3 separate regions of the Gossypium arboreum genome follow, and all the other regions are linked to region 3. Evidence: chromatin contacts called from public Hi-C data. All regions are on one chromosome and are shown on one strand. The core of a region is the stretch at or near the end of the contact, and the rest is flanking DNA. Distances in the headings are between cores, read along the strand shown.

Region 1 (2,700 bases), core at 93-2,592, 210 kb before region 3:
AATGTTTTGATCCATCATTTTTTAGCCCATTCTTAATTTTCTTTTTTCCCCTTATGATGTAAAATTCAATTTGTTGTTTGTTCAAATGTTGAGAAACAAAACAAAATGGATAAGCATAGGTGGGTTTTTAGTTAAAAATAAAGATAATAAAAGTAGAAAAAAATAAAAATCTTAAATGGTGACCCTGTCTGTCCCCCCCTCCCCCATCCCCGTATAGTTGAACAACAAATAAGGCCAGGTATTGGACTAGTTGCAAGGACAGTCAGAAAGGTGAAAAAAGTAGGTGAAATCTCCCCCTCTCCCCCAGTCCTAAAAACAACTTGTTCTCATCATCCTTACCTCTTACCATCCACTTGAATTTCATGATGAGAGAGAGAGAGAGGGGGGGAGAGTTTTGTTATGTGTGGTGGTGGGTGACAAATATCAGTATGCAAATTGGAGAGGGAAAGATAGAAAACAACAAAAAGGGTGAAAAAAAGAATCAACCTTTCCCATCCCTAACCTCACTGCTGCCCATTTGTTGCCTAAACTTAAACCACAAGGTTTGGGGGGAAGAACCAAAAAGAAATAAAAAGGAAAGTGGAAGGTGGAAGGTGAACCAAAGCCCACAAACAAAGACAACCACAACCACACTCATATAATATTAGACTTATTTTAGAGTATTTATCTTTTCCCTATTCTCCCTTTTTCTTTCATCATCATCCTGCCCCTGAACCCCAACCTCCAAGTCTTCTAGAACCACCCCCCTTTTCTCTCTCCTGCATGATGATGGTATACCAATAGAATAAAGATCCACAACTACCACCCTATTTCATGATTTCTTCACTAATATATCCTATCCACCTCTCCATTTCACTAATATAGCAACCTTTTATATATATATATATATATGTTTTCCCACCAACATATAAAAAATACTTCCAGCTTCAAGATTTGATTTTTCTTGTAAACCAAAACTAGTCAACTGGACAACATTTAGTGTCATATATTTACACAAAAATAATTCTGTAATGGAGCTTAATATTATAGTTAAGGTTCTTTAATCTTATAGTATTCAGACTTTTGAGTCATAGCACTCTCTTTCTAATTCTTTTTCAATTACAAAAGAGATCACACCGGTTAATAAAGAAAAAAAATGGTGATAGATAGATATTGAGATTTAAATCCGGAAAACCTTTGGTAAGGATGGATGTTAGTTCCAACAACATGATAAAATATTTAAGTTGAACATGTACTCTGGTACATGTTGTCTAATTTGAGTTGGGGGAAAGATTATGAAAGCTAACTAAATTATTAATCTAAAGTAGTACAGGTTTAGACAAAGGGCCAAAGGTAGGGAAAAAAAACTATTATAGAAAAAGAATGGGGTGGGAGAGAGCAGAGATCACACTTTGTCCTACCCATGCTTTAATACCTTACTTTACACCTACCTAAAGGTTACCTACAGTTAATATATATCCCTTTTAACTTATTATATATGATTGATGCTAATATCATCAAGAGAGAGGCTACCAGCCACTCCCCTCAAACCTGTCTCACCAACTCACATCTAGAAGCTAAAATTAGGGTCACTGCGCTCTTTCTCTTTCTGGTTGTGTGTGTGTGTAATAGTCAAAAGGCTATATAAAAAAGCATCTAAAGTGCTCTCAAAGGGCCGGCCTCAATGTTCCTGCAACACAAAAAACAAGGCCTCCATTTCATTTTCCACCCTTACTACTTCTCCTAGATTCTAAATATAATATATACACACACATATATATGATATCATAGTATATTTTATACTAGTTTGTATAGTATTGAAAAACTGCAAACGTAGGCTACTAGTGCTGCTAGTTTCCACAAGTTGAAAAAGGTTTCTTTGTGTTACTGAATTATGGGAAGGTCTCCTTGTTGTGAGAAAGCTCATACGAACAAAGGTGCGTGGACTAAAGAAGAAGATGATCGCCTCATAGCTTACATCCGAGCCCATGGTGAAGGTTGCTGGCGTTCACTCCCTAAAGCTGCTGGCCTTCTCCGCTGTGGCAAAAGTTGTAGACTTCGTTGGATCAATTACTTAAGACCTGATCTTAAACGTGGCAATTTCACTGAAGAAGAAGATGAGCTCATTATCAAGCTGCACAGCCTTCTTGGTAACAAGTAAGTGTTGTATATATATAGATAGATGATATATTCAACTTTGTTAGTGTGTGGTGCTTGAAATTTTGATTGGTTTTTTATGGGGGATTCCTTGAATTTTATAGGTGGTCTCTTATAGCGGGGAGATTACCAGGAAGAACAGATAATGAGATAAAGAATTACTGGAACACGCATATAAGAAGGAAGCTATTGAGCAGAGGTATTGATCCAGCAACTCACAGACCACTCAATGAGGCTTCTCAGGATGTAACAACAATATCTTTCAGTGGTGCCAAAGAAGAGAAAGAGAAGATTAATACTAACAGCAATAATAACCCTATTGGATTTATCACCAAAGCTGAAAAGAGAATCCCAGTTCAAGAAAGGTGTCCGGACTTGAATTTGGACCTCAGAATTAGCCCTCCTTATTACCAGCAAACCCAACCAGAGTCATTCAAAACTGGAGGAAGAACTCTTTGTTTTATTTGCAGCTTGGGAGTTAAAAACAGCAAAGATTGCACTTGCAGCACCATTACTACTGCTGCTGGTAGCAGCAGCAGTAGCAGTAGCCACAGCAACAGCAAC
Region 2 (2,700 bases), core at 66-2,565, 160 kb before region 3:
TGCAAAATAATGTTGTTTCCTTTGTGGCGTAACTTATTGATAATACTACGAGAGATTGGAATAAGGAGATTGTGCTCAATACCTTCTCGTCTAAGGATACGAAATGAATTCTGTGGATACTATTAGCCAAGGAATAGGGGAAAAGCCAAAGCAATTTATTAAGGGGGAGTTGAATGAAATTTTAATTTTGTATAGTCTATATTTTTATAATTTTTAAGTATTAAATTAATTTTTTATATTTTTACGGGGTCAAAATGTAATTTTATATTTACTAATTTAAAATCTTAAAAATATTAAAAAATTTAAATAATAATTTTTTATTTTAAGGGGCCGAGGCCCATGCCAGCCCATGCCAGCCCCCTAGAATCGCCTCTACCAAGGAGCTGACATGATGACTTTGTGGTGTAGCAGGGTGAACACTGGATGACTTACAGACCATTTCTAATGCTTTTTATAGGAAGCTCTAGAGCCTTAAACTTCCCACTAAGATTAAGATTATAATCTGGAGAATTGCTAACAATTATATCCCTACATTTACAAATCTGAACCTTCAACCTTGGTGATTAATACTGTCTGCCCTCGATGTACGGGGGGTATGGAAAATTGGGACCATGTTTTTAGAAATTGCCTTGTATTAGTAGAAGTAAGGTCACAATTAGGCCTTCGTTGGGTTTTAAACAGAGCAGATTTGGGCCGGTAATCACCATACTAGGAGGATGTTTGGAGGAGCACTATGGGCAATCTGGTTAGATAGAAACAAAACGGGTTCATGAACTGGACAGAAGATCGCAAATGATTTACTTTGCAACTTAGTGGAAATTGATAAATCAGAGTTAGATGGGCCTACAAGAATGAGTGCGAATGACCAGTGGCTTCCCCCATATGGTGAACTCATCAAAGTTAATTTTGATGAGGCTTTTGACAAAGATTGTCTTGAATCTTGCTCTAGAATTGTGGCAAGAAACACTGGTGGTTGGGTTCGGGTCTCACGAACAATACTTCATGAAAAAGTTGCGTCCGCTTTCGCTGCAGAGGCCCTTGCATGTTCTTGGGCAGTACAAATAAGTATGGAAATGGGTTGGTCAGATCTCATCTTTGAAGAGGACTCGTTATCAGTTGTTAATAAATGTCGAATAAATTCCCTTGATAAGTCGGAAATTGGTGCTTATAAAAGGAATATTCAACAAGTTTCGAAAAAATTCTGGTGGGTGCGATTTCAACATGTGAACAGGAAAGCCAATCAACTTTCTCATATACTAGCGACAGAATGTTTAAGAAGGAATGAGCAAACTTACATGGAAGGTGGGGTTTCCAGATTTGGCGGACGGAGAATGGAAGACGACTGGCCGCGCGAACCAGATTGAAGGAGTTATTGTGTTTAGGGCATGGAAGAATCGGGAACGATGGAAAATAAATGGAAGAGGGTTTTTGGTTCTCTTGGAAGATGTAACCGCTTGGTCTTGAAATGTGGAAATGAATTGATGCAGCTTTTTTCATCATTGAATGTGGCTGGTCAATCTTTTGGTCTGCTTTATTTGTATTTTGAATTATTTTTCCTTAATTTGTTTTAGGACTGGTTGGTTTTGGGCATTATGTTGTTGGGTCAGGTTATTTATGCTTTCTTTCTTTGCTTTTAAGCCTGTCAATTTTGGGTCTTATTCTGTTTTGTTTTTCTTTTGTATATTAATAAAATCTAGCCCATTTATTGATTAAATTATTAATTTAATATACTTTTATTAATACACATACACATGTTTATTTAAAATAATTTTTAATTTTCATTTAAAAATATTTGGGATAGTTTGTGTTTAAAAATAATATATATTGATTAAATAATTGTTGGGATAATTTCTGTTTTAAAAATAAAGTATATTGATAAAAATTATTGTTAAATTTTGTGCAATTTTTAAATAGGATAAAAATAAATTTTATACTTGTGAAAATTTGAACAATTTTTAAAACGATAAAAAATTAAATTTTATACTTAAATTTTAGGCAGTCAATGTGGAAAGAAATTAGTATTTCCATCTCAGTTAGGAGTTTGACACCTTGTATTATATATATATATAAAATATTAGAGATATTTGTGGGTTAAGTTAAGACACTTTGAGATTTGATTTAGGTATGATATTAACACACTTTATGTTTACGAAACCTCTCATATTTGTAATTATTTAATCCAAACTTATTTCAGGCTCATCCATATTTTCTTTATAAAATTTAAAAAATATGTTTGTATTATTTTTAAATTTAATATACATGCTTATTTATTAAAATTTTATATACAGTCATCTTAACATTTTAATGTTTCCATTAAAATAGTTTTATAAAAATAACATAAAATAAAACATTAAACAAGTCTAATTTTTTTCAAGTCCATTTTTGAGTTTTTTTTCTAAATTCCCTCAAATCACGAGAGCTTTTAGACTTGAGCGAGTAATTTAGTCCATAAATAAGTTTATTCTATATGTGATATATTTAATTTTTAAAGATTATTTTATTATTGAAAAAATATAATTTTGAGCTCACTTCTAAATAAATATTTTTAAAAAACAAAAAAACAGAAAAGTAAGATGGAGCAATCCTTAAATAACTAATTTTATATTTACTTAGCAGACAGATGAATAACCTGGTTTGCTGATGATTTAATTTGTGATTATGGCGCATTAGACTTTGAACATCAAATAATTAAAAAAAGAA
Region 3 (2,815 bases), core at 209-2,708:
ACATATAAGCCAAGTTTTCTATTGACAACACCACCACCAAAATAGTGTACACTGAATTTAATCTATCCGAAAACAAACTGCAAAAAATTTCAACATGCCTAACCTTTATCTTCAAGTATAACAGTAACATGGAAAATCAAAACACAAATTTCAGCAGAGCATATATATTGCCACAATAGTTCAAAGAAGCCATACTTTATTTACGATGTTAGCTTAAACAAACTCTATCTTCGAATATGACTCAAAATAAAAGAGAAAATGGGTAAATTTCAGGTACTGTGCATGCAAGAGAAGATTTTGCCTAGATCACTGGTAGGAGTAGCCGACTGTGTTTTCTGGATTGGACTGCCATTAATTTATTAAAGGCAAAATCAAATTTCCCGTTTGCCATTAAGAAAAGGAAACACCTAGGGGACCTTTGGTTCATGGAATGTAAGATTACGATAATATGATTTACTTAGCACATCACAGAGTATGTTACATTATCCTATATGGTTTATTATTTGTTGATAGGAATGTAAGATTATTTGAAAGCACATTTTACTAAATTATCATTTTATAGAATTTTTTTCTTTTTGAACATATATAATAAGTAAAGAAGTCAAAACAATTTTATACATCATTAACATGAAAATTGTTTCTTTCACTACCGATGAATTTCTAAAGTTCACAATAAAATTAACAAAATAGCATCTCTCTCTCGAAATACATTGAAAATTTTATATTCTTAATTCAAATATGAAAAAGAAAGTTTTGGGCAAAGCTTTCTGCCAATTCAATCCAAAGATATAAATATTAATATAATTTTGTTAAAGTACAAAAGAAATGCTAATCTGGCTCCGGATTCTGGTTTTGTTCAAAGCTAAGGGAAAGAAGCAAGAACAAAGAAAAAGGAGATTTTTCTTTTAATCAGACTTGATATTTTCTTTGGTTTGAAGTCTAAAATTAACCAAAATTATAAAAAAAAGTAGTAATAAAATTATCCCGAAGTAAATCTAAGATTACTAAAGAAGAATGGTAGGGAGATTACTCAGATATTCCAAAATCTTGACACGGCTGGAAATATAAGAATAATGGCTCTTCGAAATCCAAATGTGGTAATGAGTTATTCTGGCATCTTACATTACCAAGCGCCACAAAGGTAACTACATCCATAAATAAATAAGATAAATGGAATAGGTTAAGGTAAAGCAGTAATTTACCTGGGTTTTAGCACCACAGGTAAGACTAATGGCATCAGTTTGAGCTTGAAATCGAGACGGAGAATAATCGTTGTTTCGCATCCATTCCGAGTTATCAATGCATATCTTAGTCGCCTGATTAAAACCCATAAATTGAAGAAAGGGATCAAGGAGGAATCTTTAGCATTGCTTTACCTCGAGCACCATTGTTTGTGAATTCGAAGATAGAAGAGTAGCGTTGAAATAGAAGAAAACCCGAGATTTTACTTGATTTTTAGTGCACTGCCCCCTGTTTGTGTTTATTCCGGGGACAAATTTAAGTGCTCAACACTTTAACTTTTCACTTTTACCAATACACCCCTCTTGCTAGTTTTACCGCTTCATCACTTCAACTATTAACTTTTTCATTAAATTATTAATAAATTTACAATTTCTTCACTTAACCAGTGATTTATCCATTAAATTATTAGTAACTTTACAATTTCTTCACTTAAATTTAATTTTTCATTTTACTAGATTGTTAAATTTCTTTTAAAGTCTGATTCGATGGATAAATATACATTTCAAGTCCTTATCCCCTTAATACATGCATAAAACAGGCAATGATGATCATAAAATGAAATCAACCTTTACCAAGATGAGTCTTTCTCTTCACTCTTTACTAGCCAATTTTCATTAAAAACAAACTCACTCTTGTATGAAGTAAAAAAGAGTGAAAAACATTAAAACAGTTAGATCTTTATTGAACAAGCCTAAAAATAAGTGTACAATGCAACAATTTGAATGTGATGATGGTATGCACAAATTTGCCAATAGGCCGTTAACAACCCCATACAGACACCAAAACCAAATGACAAATCAACAACACATTATTTTGAAGTTACAAACATACAAGGACATGTCTATACATCAAGTGTTCTAGATGGGTAGGATGATCGACTGTTCCTACTGATTGGTAACTGAACGTAAACATCATGAACCTCATGCTTGTACACTTCCCCTCTATCTCTATCAATTGCGTAGCAGATGTAAACAGTGTCAATCACATTGTCCAACACATGGACGAAGAATCCCAGTACCAGGATTAGCAGCACCCACGCAAGAGCCGCGACGGTGTACATGTTAACCCCTAGATCACTAACACCCTTTAAGATCGCACAGACCTGCATTTTAGGAATGTGATTGTCAGGTAATTCAAGTAAATGAAGGGGGAGAAGGATAAGAAGGAAGTGTATCAGAGACTCACTGCAATTGCATAAACTGCTGAAAGGACAAAAATAACTCCTGCTAATAAACGAGTTGATACGGTCTCCACAAAAACAGCAGAGAGTAAGTTACGTCTTAGAAGCTCGTATGTCATCCTCGCAGAGGTGCAATATGCCTCGCCAGTTATTGCCGCAAAGTTGATAGTGAACTTGTTAAGAAAGTCTATCGCAGACAGTAGGGCATTAACACAACACCGGAGAACAAGATTCACTATCCCAGGAACATCTTCTTCTCTTGCACTATCAACAGCAGCACGCACCACTCGAACAACAAAGACAAGTAATCCAGATAGACAGATGGTGCCAGAAGAAGGACCAAATGCATTTCTGCACGTTTATAGAACCAAAAGGGTTAGAAAGGTTAAATTT

The links. A called contact is a pair of places that touch in the nucleus more often than the background predicts.
Region 1: a contact with region 3 is called in a Hi-C map of leaf, with 3 times the contacts expected there. The contact joins the promoter of LOC108463187 here to the promoter of LOC108464375 in region 3. A contact is called at or near these places in 2 of 5 Hi-C or Micro-C datasets (both in leaf).
Region 2: a Hi-C map of leaf shows a contact between it and region 3, with 2.6 times the contacts expected there. The contact joins the enhancer-like site here to the promoter of LOC108464375 in region 3. A contact is called at or near these places in 2 of 5 Hi-C or Micro-C datasets (both in leaf).

The regions. Positions count from the first base shown.
Region 1 is chr2:101,671,718-101,674,417 of ASM2569848v2, reverse strand. LOC108463187 (myb-related protein 308-like) reads left to right here and starts at 1,342. Exons shown (of 2, transcript XM_017763134.2): 1 at 1,342-2,136; 2 at 2,241-2,700. The coding sequence starts at 1,874.
Region 2 is chr2:101,622,951-101,625,650 of ASM2569848v2, reverse strand. No RefSeq gene overlaps it. Among protein-coding and RNA genes, the nearest start is that of LOC128283872, 46 kb to the left of the region's middle. Within about 2 kb of position 1,315, at least 2 of the 2 cell types and tissues checked have an H3K27ac peak or open chromatin away from gene starts, as enhancers often do. A contact at or near this core is called in leaf, where this site is marked.
Region 3 is chr2:101,465,563-101,468,377 of ASM2569848v2, reverse strand. LOC108464375 (26S proteasome non-ATPase regulatory subunit 4 homolog) reads right to left here and starts at 1,458. Exons shown (of 7, transcript XM_053025070.1): 1 at 1,203-1,458. It overlaps LOC108467181, which reads right to left. Exons shown (of 3, transcript XM_017767735.2): 2 at 2,428-2,773; 3 at 1,895-2,344. The coding sequence ends at 2,084.